2 separate regions of the Anas platyrhynchos genome follow, and region 1 is linked to region 2. Evidence: chromatin contacts called from public Hi-C data. All regions are on one chromosome and are shown on one strand. Each heading gives the region's core, a stretch centred on a gene start, on an enhancer-like site or on the middle of the called end of the contact. The rest is flanking DNA. Distances are from core to core; before and after follow the strand shown.

Region 1 (5,522 bases), core at 885-3,384, 58 kb before region 2:
CCTCTCCTCTCCTCTCCTCTCCTCTCCTCTCCTCAGGAGGGATGTGCTGCAGGAATAAGGGGCAGGAGGGGAGGGAGCGTGCCTGAGGAGGGAGATGGTTGTCTGTTAATTAGAAAGCAAGGCATCCCCCAGGAGTCTAACACTATTTTTAACCTATTTTTACTGCGATTAATTATCGGGCAATTCCAAAGCTTTCAACCAAAAAATGTGCAGTCTGTTGAGTTTCCATCTCCCAGGGAAACGCGTGAATGAGTGTGTCTGGGGAAAGGACGGCTTTGTACCAGGAGGGAGCAGTCACTACCGCACCGGGAGCTCCAGGGCATCTCTCTGCAGGAGCCTCTGTGCCTCCCCGTCAGCCGCTGGCATCTCTTCTCCCTATGAGGAGAGCCAGGAGGAGAGAAATGAACCATCCAGAAGCACTTAGCCCGCACTCGAACCTCCCAGCGGTGTAAAAAGGAGGAAACTTATTTTAAGCCTGGTATCCTGGAGGAAGCGGGTCTGTGCGAAGACATTACCTGCAGGTGTTTGAGCAGCATGGGGTGTGTCTGTCAGTCCCAGGAAATGGGATTTCAGATATTTTAGGGCCCCTTTTTCTGCTCATTTGGCCGAAGGTTGAAGTCTTGATGGCAGGAAACAAGGGCAGGACTGGGGCCACGCAGAGGGGCAGCAGCTCTGGTGGTAGCTCCCGTGCTGCAACCCCTTTGGGACAAGTCCTGGGGAAGGCAGGCCTGACTCTCGCTGCTTTGAGAGCAGCTTATTTCAAATCCCTTGGCGATCCATTAGCTAATTAAAAACACGAGAGGCTGCTGAAAGCCAGTGCACGAGGACACGCCGGCTGTATCATGCAGGGGGGGCCGTGTCCCCACTGCCTCCCCTGGCTGTCCCCAGCCCCAGAGCCCCCAGCCCCTGGGCAGGACACGTGCAGGAGGGCTGCCATCCCTCCGTGGGTGGCACGGACAGAGAGGCAGCTTTATACACCACCTGCCTCCCCAGCTATCGGCTAGAAACTCAGCAATGACTTGGCCATGGGCTGAAAGGCAGCGAGGGACCCTGCCCACTGGGTGCTGGTGGCACCCTGTAGGGTCCAAGCAGCCCGGCGTAGGGTGGCTCTGTATTCAGGGCTTGCCACTCAGGGTGATTTTCCGTCCCTGTTGTGCTGCATTTTTATCACCTAACCTTGCCTGCAGCAAGGCAAAGCAGAAACAGCTTTGGCTTCCCCTCCACAGAAATCCCTGCAGCGTTACCCCAAGGATCCTGGGGGAGGTGCGTCAGGAAGGGGGCCTTGGGGCCATTCCCCCTGCTCCCACAGGGCCCCGATGACACCACGGTGGTGGCAGTGGCACCAACACCTGGTGTAAATGCTCAGGAGATCAGCGGGTGCCACGTTTCCCCCTCCTGCCCCCAGTTTTTCCATTTTCTTTGGGCTTTTCCCACCATGTTCCTGGCAGAGGGACACCCCAAGATTCAGCGAGCAATTTCCCAGCAGAGCTGTGTCCCCACATGGTGGCAGCCTTGCCTGTGCTCCGGAGGACCAAAGGACTCCCTTGGGCCCCCAGATTTCGGGCTGTGCCCCAGGGAGACCACAGACACGGGCACAGGGCTAGCGGGCAGATAGGTACGATGACAGTGGTGTGGAAAGCCATAAACATGGCATTTGGCAGCAGCACGAGGCTCTGAGCACCTCCAGGTAACCCAGTAGGCCCTCAAAGGCCTGTGACAGTGACACACCGAGCACCCCCATGCCTTTTATTGCTGCACATGGATTTGGGAGATGCAGCTGGGGAGGTGACGTGGGCTCTGCCCCCACAAGGTCTTTGGTTGACCAAGGGCATCCGTGTAGTAAAGTCAGAGTTACCTGTGCTCGGCTGTACGCAGTGCACACAAAACCTTGCACCTCTGACATAGCTGCACACACGCAATTTTGTTGGCTTGATGCCTTAAAGGTTCAGAAGCTCGGAGACGCTGTACCAAAGGACTTCTGCATATTCAGCAATCCCCTCTCGGAAAGAATAAAGCAGCCGGAGCAAGAAATGGCTGTGTTTGAGATCCCTAAATCAGGCAGCTCTGGGTGCCTGCGTGCTCAGGAGCCCCGAGGTTGGCCAAGAGATGGCAGCAGCCCCATGTCTTTGGGATGCATTCGCTCTTCTCTGCTTTAAAGGAAAGACCAAACCGAAAGGTCACGCTCGGTATTTTTCTGGGCATCTCCTGTGTATTCCTCCAGAGACGTTTCTCTTCCTCCCCCCCTCCCAGCAGCAATTATTTCAGTTTTATTTTTCCTTTTCTCGTTGACAGTGCTCTCGGAAGGAAGCTGTGCAGCCCCATTGCCCATGCTCTCTCCTTTCCCCCCCCCCACCCCGATGCCAGCCCCTCACCCCAGGACTCCACGCGCTGCTGCAGGGAAACAACCCCTGGAAAAGTCGCTGGGAACCCAAATCCTGCTCCCACCTCTGACATCCATTGAGCAGGGGTTGGAGCAGGCTACCCCAGAGCTCTCTTCCCAGCTCAGCCATCCTGTGATTCTGCAATAAAAAGGGTGCTTTGCCCTCCCCACACGCAGGCCATTCCCAAGCAGGAGGCTCTGGGCCCTTTTGTTCCTCTGGGGGACACCTGGCTGAGGTCTGGCAGGGGATTTGGCTCTGCTGGTGTAGATCTTGAGATAAACCCACCAGGCATCACCAGCAGTATCCCGAGGTGAGCTGCAAGGACCTCTGAGAGAAGCCTGCTTCATAGTTTTCAGCACTGCCTGAGGAAGGTCTGGGGTTTAATTTCCTGCTTTTTTGTTGTTGTTTGTTTTTACTTAAGGAGAAGCACTCGGGCCGCGTCTCTTTGTCTCTGCTGGTTTTGCTCTGAGGCTCCTCGGGTGTTGCAGAGGATGTGCGTGCTGAACCCTCTCCCACTGCAGACAAAGCACGCCAGCCCCTTCTCCACGATGCTGGCTTCCCGAAGTGTTCAGCAGCAGCCTGACCTTTCTCCCCCGATAATTTACAAACTGCTTCCAAACAGTCCAGAAAATAGTAACGCAGAAAGCTTGGCTTCAATTTGTGTGCCTCCGTGGAGAGGCGGTTCGGTGGAGTCTGCGAAAGGATTTCGTAAAGAAAAGTGATTGTTGAGGATTTTTGCTAGGCAGGAGCTCTTCCAGGAGCACACAGCAGAGGAGACACCTTGGGATAAGCCTCCTAGGTTGGGTTTGCTCATCCTGGCACCAGCAATGCCCTGTCATTTTAACTCATCACAGAAGGGAGCACAGGGTAAGAGAGGTTCGGACTGGCCTATATGGAGAACCCAAATAAGCAATGGTGCCAGTGCAGCTGTCTGGAACATCGATTTCCATCTTCCCAGGAAGGAGCAGCCCTCCTGCACCTCCCTGGGATCAGACAGGTAGCTCTGAAACAAAGTCCTAGCTAAAGCAGCACCCACAGATGGACTCATTTATGGTTCAGTAACACAAACTTAAAGGAAAAACAAGCAAACAAACAAAACCCCAAACAAAACCTAGAGGCAGCCCGCGTTTCCATCTGGTTCGATAAGATAAAAGTGCAGAAGCTGCCCTAGAAATAATCATGAGTGCAGCAGAAATCAGCATGGGATCAGTTTGCGTCCGTACGGCCCCGCTCTCCCTCCCCGGAGCTGATGCTTGGAGCGTGCTGGTGGTGGGGTCTGCGCTGTTCACGTCAGCTGCTCGTTCAGATTCACGCCTGGGTAGTTGCAGAAGGCAGCCCAGCCGTGCGGCTGGCACATTCGGGCTGTTAGCTGAGCAGCTGACAATGCATTGGTTCGGGCAAGAGATGAAAAAGAAACGAAAAGAAAACAAAAAGAAACAAGACAACAGAGCCTGACGGCGTTTTACCCTGTAAAATTTGGAGTAAGACGGATGGTGTGAATTGGGGGAAAAATCCATGGCCATAGAGCTTGTGGTTTCTTTTCCACAGGCCTTGCACTGCCAGCTGCTGCAGGAAGGGTTTGCAAGCACGGATGCTCTGGAGAGAGGCCTCCAGCCTGGTGTTACCACACTGGGAAACCCTCTCCCCGTGCCCTGCCCTCACACTGTTCAGGGCACAGAGGAGACACTCGCTGCCTGTTTGCACCGTGGAATGAAGTCCCCCAGTGGATCAGATGCAAACTCATGTTTCTCAAGCATCCGAGGTGAAGTGCTTTCTTTACCTTGGAAAAGAACCAGACAATGAGGCCTCCAGCATATTTTGCTGTAGCTGCAATGTCTCAGGACACAGCCAGGTCAAAGGTTTGTAGACAGAGGCAATATTTTTCATTATGTCCACTCGCAGAGCTGGGAAAATTGGAGGAGCTTTTGGGCACAGAAGCCAATCTACAAGTCACTGAGGGCTTTGAGAGATGAGCCTTGACCAGGGTTGTTACGGTGGGTTAGACATTACCCCCTTTTTTTTTTTTTAAATTAAAAAGTGCTCTGTTGATGCACAATGTACAGATCCTGGGGCTGCTTTCAGCCTGGAAGTGCCAGGCAGAGCAGCCCAGGTGGCCGTGAGATCCCTGGATGGCCAGAGTCAGATTAAATGAAACGTGCCAGATTAAATGAACATTAAGCCAGGCACACCTGGGGAGGCCATCATTTGGGTCGTTTTCTGTCCCCTCGTGTGTGGTATTCCTGGGATGGGGGCAGGTGCCCCGCTCTCCTGAGAGTGGTGATGAGCCCAAGCATCCCCCTCCATTAGATGGCAGCCCCAGGACTGAAAGTCTGTGCCTGGAGGATGGGTTTCATGGTATTTGGGACCTGGTGGGTGGGTACCCTGGGGAAAAGGTGGGGTAGCACCGACTGACATGGGGTGGACAGGACTGCAGGCAAGTCCTGGTGGGGAGCCAAACTCTTGGGCAAAGTCCCTCTAGCTGGGAATTCAGACAGTCCTCAGGGAAAGCCCAGACTATCCCAGCAATGAAGAAGAGGCCTCGAGGCAGGAGACAAGGTTGTGCCTGGGTGGAAAACCCCTGCCTTCCCCAAGGGAAGAGCTTATTCTTTCAGTGCTTCCTTGAGTTTCCTTCAGGTGCCAGCCTGGAGCACCGCTGCCTCGTGGGTGCAGCCTGCGGCCTGTTGTGGCTCTGTTTTTTATGCATGCTGCTTTCACACCACGGAGGGTCCCCTTTCCACCCCTGCCAGGAGAAGAAAGATGACAAACCCTGGTGCTGCTGGTGCGCTCACAGGGCCCGGATTGTCCCCAGATATGACACCAGGTCCCCCATCAGACTATGTGAGGGGAGCTGCCAGGCACAGCACTGCGGAGCAGTGGTGGGACGCCGCCTGGAAAGTCCCCGCTGCCTGCTGAGGGGTGACAAAGCCACGTTGTTTGTCAGCAGAGGAGAGAGCAACGAGTGCACCTTCACCAGCACCGAGCTGCTGACACGAATCAAGCGATCCCTTTACCCCGGCCCGTGCGGGTACAGTGACACCGCCGTGCTGGGAGGGCTGCGGGACCTGGCAGGCACAAACAAATCCCGCTAAGCCTTGCAAAATAGCCCTCCTTTCCAAGCGGTGGTGTGCCCACGCTGCGTGA
Region 2 (5,651 bases), core at 122-2,621:
AGCAGGAAAGGACTAATGGTTTATCCAACTGAGCTGTTCAAGCCACAATTGCAACCACCTTTTCCAAACTTCAGGGTTCAGAAAAGAGGCTCAGAGCGAGGGAAAAAAAAAAAAGCAGGGTAGTGCTACCAGGGTTTGCTCGGGTTTGACCCTTTCTCTCCAGGTCAGCTGTCCCTCAGAGATAATGAAGAAGAGATGAATGTGATCTGCACAGGGATCTGCGGAGGCATGAGCTACGCTCCTGGGGATGGAAAGGAAGATAAGAGACGAGGCAGGAGCAGAAGAAAACACAGACTGACAGCAAGGGGGAGGCTGGAATCTGGTGGCCTCTGGCAGGAGATGTTTCCTCCGTTGCGGATGCCAAAAGTGACTGCAGTGGCTGGGCTGATCCCAGGAGGCAGAAGTGTGCAGAGCTGCTAATCAAAGCGCAGCCCCACCAGCCGGTCTGAAATGAAAAAAAAAAAAAAAAAAAGCACCAGAAAAAGCACCAGAGTGCTTTTGCAGAATACAGCAGGCGTGTCATACACCAGGCAACTTGGTCTGGTCACAACCTGGGGGATTCCTGGTGCTAAACCAGCTGCCTGACAGCACTCCCTCTTCTCCCCTACTCTGCCTCTTCCAAAACGGAGCAAAACACCTGAAGCAGAAAATATAAAGACATGCAGGACTCCGGGCTGCTCTTTCTGCCCCTGTCAGGCCTCCCAGGCACCATTTGGATTTTTAAGCAGCTCAGATCATGACCCGGAGTAGGACGTTTTGAAATCCTTAGCTTGCTACTGCTTTCCTCTGGGAGGCGTGTGGCACACAACTCATTAAGCCAGCATTGCTTTCCATGGACCTGCCATCTGCTGGAAAATCGCACTTGTGCCCTGTTACTTCCACTCAGGGGGAGAAAGGACTCTCTCTGCCCTCAGCAGGTCACACAGATCCAGCCAGCAGGGGTGCCCGCTTCAGCCTGGGGTTAACGAGAACAGCAGTGATGGCTGGGACAGATGGCAGACACTTCCCAGCTCGTTTCTACTTCCAAGCCACTTGTGACCATTCCCAGAAATTCAGCAGAGTAGGTCCAGGACCTACAGAGTAGGTGCCATCCCTTGCAGCAGAGTGGGGAGAAATGTACATTTTTAAGCTCCATTCACCAGATCTACTTCAATTTTGCTTGAGGTCATGGCAAGCTGCATCAACATTTCAGCTTGGTCCATCCATCTTCTCTCCAAATGCTCTGGGCTTTTGATGCTGACATCGGTGGCTGTACTTGAATGCCTGCTCCTCCAGGAAATACTTGACCCAGGGCTGCAGCCTCGACTGAGAAATGCGAAGCACGCAGGGGCATCTGAGCTGGACAAGGCTGTCGTGGATATCTTGGGGAGGTTTTCTCCCAGCCTGAGCGGTGCTGACCTTGGCAGTGAGCAGCTGTGCGTGGCTTTGCACTGCTAGGATCCCTCAAGTGGCATGGGGGAGTGCTGGGAGGCTGCTAGCTCTGCTTCCCCATGGCAGAAAAACCTTACAGCAGTGTTTCTTACAGAAAAAAAAAAAAAAAAAAAAATCCACGTGTCTCATTCCTGGCAGCTCTGATGCTTTACAACCCCTCCATCAGGTAAAGCACCAAGGCCGAGGACATCTCTCCTCACTTCCCTTGGCTAAAGATCGCCGACATGATCCTGGAAGGAACAGCGGGCTTTAAACCAAACTTTTCTTAAAAACAAACAATCTGCATTGCTAAGGACGCGGTGATGATCCCGTGTCAAAGGCACCGGGTTTGGAGGTATTCATTTTGCTAGGGGGGTGGATTCTTGCATGACCAGGCACAAGACACTCACCTTAAAGCCTCACACTCTGTGGTGTGGGACATGGTTTGCCGTGGGACATATAAACACGGGACAGCCCTTTCTGCCTAGCAGAGTGGTTGGAGGGCGAGGTAACCTACAGCAATGAAGATGGGCAAGACTCACACAGGGTACTGGCAGCCTGAATCCATCTGGAGGAGGTGGTGAAGGCGATATATTTATTTTGGGACCCACTGGCATGGCTATCAATATTAAAATTAAAGGGATGTGTCTGGTCTTGTGTTTTGGTGCGGACACAATGCAAAGGGATGCACCAAGGAGAAGTCCTAGGGCAGGATTTCTGCACAAAGCTTGGGGCATTAGCTCAGTGTGAGGAGGGAGAGAAATGAATAGCAAACCCTCCACGTATACGTGCCTGTGTATAATAAAGTGACAATAGAACAAGAGGAGGTCACCATGGTATTCTCTCACGCTCTTTGGGAAATAAGTGACCTGTCAGCAGGCAGCCCTATATTAGCTGATTTCTTAGGTATGCGAGTTATCTAAAAACAGTTGCTCCCTAATCTGCTCTCATCAGCTCCAGGTTATGGGAGTTCATAAATCCCTGTACGTTTGACGCTAATGGAAAATCTGCGTCGTGACTCCCTGGGGTGGCCCAAGTGTGTGACAGTAAGAAGCAAAGCCATGCATTGCTTGGGTTTACCCACAAAAATACGAACTCGGAGGAACAAAAGAGACAGAAAGGAAAGAGGCTGGTACGATAGTAGTGTCCACATCTGCTCTGCCTCCTGTCCCAGACACAGGCTTGTTTCAAGGCATGTGCTGACACCAGCCACAGTTCCTGGGGGGCTCTGCTCCGTAGTCACAACGCTCTGGCTGGGCAAGAAAGTCTGATTTTGGACAGCTGGAAGTGCAAAGACCTGTGGGGATGTGAGGTGTTTGCCTTAATGCTGCCGATTCACATCCTCTCCCCACTGCAGGAGGGGGAGAGCTGCTGGACACACGGGTGCGGGAGCTCAGCGAAACACGGCCGATGAGGCACGACGCAGCCCAGGCTGGCACATACGTGGAAGCAAGCTGCTCCCTACAGCTCCAGTGGGAAAGCTGTCTGCAGTCTTTCTGGCTCCAAATGGTTCAAGAGAAATGGGAGGAAACCAGGGGCAGGAGGTGGGTGTACGGAGAGGACTCCTTTTCTTTGAATTTGCGAGCCGTCATGCAGCTTCATGTCGGGAAGCAGTTGAACAGTGCATCCTCGTGATGCCCCAGTTGCCTGGAAATGTGCAGCCAGTAGCTCGTTTTGTCCAGAAAGCATGGTCTCCTGAGCAGAAGCCCTGTGATGCTCGGCTGCGTTTGCGCAGAAAGCCGGCCGTCATTTCTGGGAAGAAGGAGGAAAAAGCCGGCACGAAGTCCAAAAGGTCAGTGTGCCAGGTTAGTTGGTAAATAGTGAGATAAGACAGCTAGAGCAAGAAGCCAGGCAATAATCAGGCCAAGGAAGAGAGGAAAAATCCTTTTCCAAAGCGCTCATTCTTCGCACTAGTGTACAAATATTCAGAAAAGCCGCTTCTGTGCCTTCCAGAAAAGGCACAGACATCAGTGCCTTTGTGACGGGAATAATACCTCCTGCCTGCCTGGGCAGAAAGCCGAGGGGAGGAGGTGAGTGCTCACTGGGTAAGGAGATGCCTGCGTAGGCTGCAGCGATGCTAATAAGGCAGTTTCTGGAAGCAAAATAGCTGCTCTCACACAGCCCAGATGTGAAGACATCTTTCAGCCCGGCTGGGATGCTGCAGCGCTGAGCTGGGCAGCATCAGGCCCCGTGCAGGTTACCACAGGGGCACCGTGGCACCCAGGCTTTGTAGGATTTTCTTTTTTCTTTCTTTTTTTTTTTTTTTTTTTTTTTTTTTTTTTGACAAGGGTGAAAACATTCAAAGCTAAAGGCTTGAACAAGTCAGAGCTCCTTCATGCATACACACACACATCCCGTGTAGAAATCACTCCTCTTAACACCCCAGTGTGTGTTTAGACTAGCATTTTATTAGAAAGGGGAAAATGGAGAGACAGGGAGGAAGCTAATGGCACCCTGGATGGAGGAGATCCCATTAAGACCCCCTGCTGTCTAAAGTGTTGAAACTGTGCTGGGATGAGGGCTTCCTGAGCTGCTTCTATTAATACAACCGTGCTTGAGAGAAAAATAAATGGGCTTTTGGCTGGATGGTCTCAGAGGGCTGGGTAGTCTGAGAGTAAAGAAAGATTTCAAGCCCCTGTTAACAGTAAGGACTCGTTGGTTATTCAGCCACCCGTGGTATAACTGGCTGCCCGCCCTCCTCACCCCCACGTGAGGGTTAAGGTGAAGGCACGTCAATTCCTGCTGTGGACTGGGGATTTTGGTTTCCCTTCCCTCTCTCACTTCTGCTGCTGCCTTTACCATTTCTTCCTAGCCACCTCCTTCCTTTTCCTCCACTCACAATTACTCCTCATTCTCTTTTCTCCTTCATCGTCCTGCTGTACTTTCTTCCCCTCCAGTACTTTTCACCTTAATGTTGACATCGTTGCACACGGACTATCCAAACAAAGCTACTATTCATCTGAAAAATAAAATAAATTTTGGGTCATTCGCTGGCTCCCAGCAAAGTGCTCACAGTACCAGACATTCCCTGGGAGACAAGAAACCAGAAGAAAGACGGGGCATTTGCTTTGCGATGGTTGGGATTTTGCAACAGTTGCCATGAATTGAATGCCAATTTTCCCCGACGAGCTTGCAACCCAAGCATTGTGATGAAAACAATGGCTGTCACTGGTGCCAGTGTGTTCCTGGTCCATAACCTGAATGTCAAAGCAGCAGAACTATGGGATGAAAGGCAAAACGGCACAGCTGACTGAAATTTCCTAAAGGGCAACAGACAAAAAGTGTCAAAATAAAAGCAGACTTTCTTCCTCAATTCAGAGAAACTCTAATCAGAACTACTGCATTTTAGAGGCCCTCACAGAGACAACTGTGAATGTTTTCTTCTTTCTTCTTCCTTCTCTTTCTTCTTTCTTTCTTTCTTCCTTCTCTTTCTTCTTTCTTTCTTTCTTTCTTTTTTTTCTTTCTTTCTTTCTTTCTTTCTTTCTTTCTTTCTTTCTTTCTTTCTTTCTTTCTTTCTTTCTTTCTTTCTTTCTTTCTTTCTCTCTCTCTCTCTCTCTCTCTCTCTCTCTCTCTCTCTATTTCTTTTTCTTTCTTTCTTTCTTTCTTTCTTTCTTTCTTTCTTTCTTTCTTTCTTTCTTTCTTTCTTTCTTTCTTTCTTTCTTCCTTCCTTCCTTCCTTCCTTCCTTCCTTCCTTCCTTCCTTCCTTCCTTCCTTCCTTCCTTCCTTCCTTCCTTCCTTCCTTCCTTCCTTCCTTCCTTCCTTTCTTCCTTTCCTCCTTTCCTCCTTTCTTCCTTTCTTTCTTTCTCTCTCTCTCTCTCTCTCTCTCTTCCTTCCTTCCCTCCTTCCTTCCTTCCTTTTTTTTTCTATCCCTCTCAATCTCTCTCTCTCTCTCTCTCTCTCTCTCTTTCTCTCTTTCTTGCAAGATCTCTCCTGGGGAAAGCTTTCTCAGCAACAGAACTGAGATGGGCGAAGTGTGAGGAGGACACAACCGCAGGGCACAACACATCTGAGGGTGCTGCCATTCTTCATTAACAGGCCATTCATCTTTATTTGACCGATAAGTTCCAATCTACAACCCAAAGTAGCTTCACCTCTTGACCTCAGCTCCTCCTGGCCACCTCATCGTCCCAGGAGCACGAGGTGAACACGCCGAGCGGATCCTGTGTTTAACGAGGTCTCTTATGGTTCTCCAGCCACAAAGAGCAGCGTACACAAAACACAGGACAGACAAAAGGACGACA

The links. A called contact is a pair of places that touch in the nucleus more often than the background predicts.
Region 1: a contact with region 2 is called in a Hi-C map of liver, with 6 times the contacts expected there. The contact joins two enhancer-like sites. A contact is called at or near these places in 3 of 8 Hi-C or Micro-C datasets (liver, skeletal muscle and subcutaneous adipose tissue).

What each region holds. Positions count from the first base shown.
Region 1 is chr1:125,279,808-125,285,329 of IASCAAS_PekinDuck_T2T, reverse strand. It overlaps LOC113842084 (a long non-coding RNA gene), which reads right to left. Exons shown (of 5, transcript XR_011805051.1): 3 at 282-375. Among named protein-coding and RNA genes, the nearest start is that of CRYAA, 10 kb to the left of the region's middle. Within about 2 kb of position 2,134, at least 2 of the 8 cell types and tissues checked have an H3K27ac peak or open chromatin away from gene starts, as enhancers often do.
Region 2 is chr1:125,221,316-125,226,966 of IASCAAS_PekinDuck_T2T, reverse strand. No RefSeq gene overlaps it. Among named protein-coding and RNA genes, the nearest start is that of SIK1, 65 kb to the right of the region's middle. Within about 2 kb of position 1,371, at least 3 of the 8 cell types and tissues checked have an H3K27ac peak or open chromatin away from gene starts, as enhancers often do.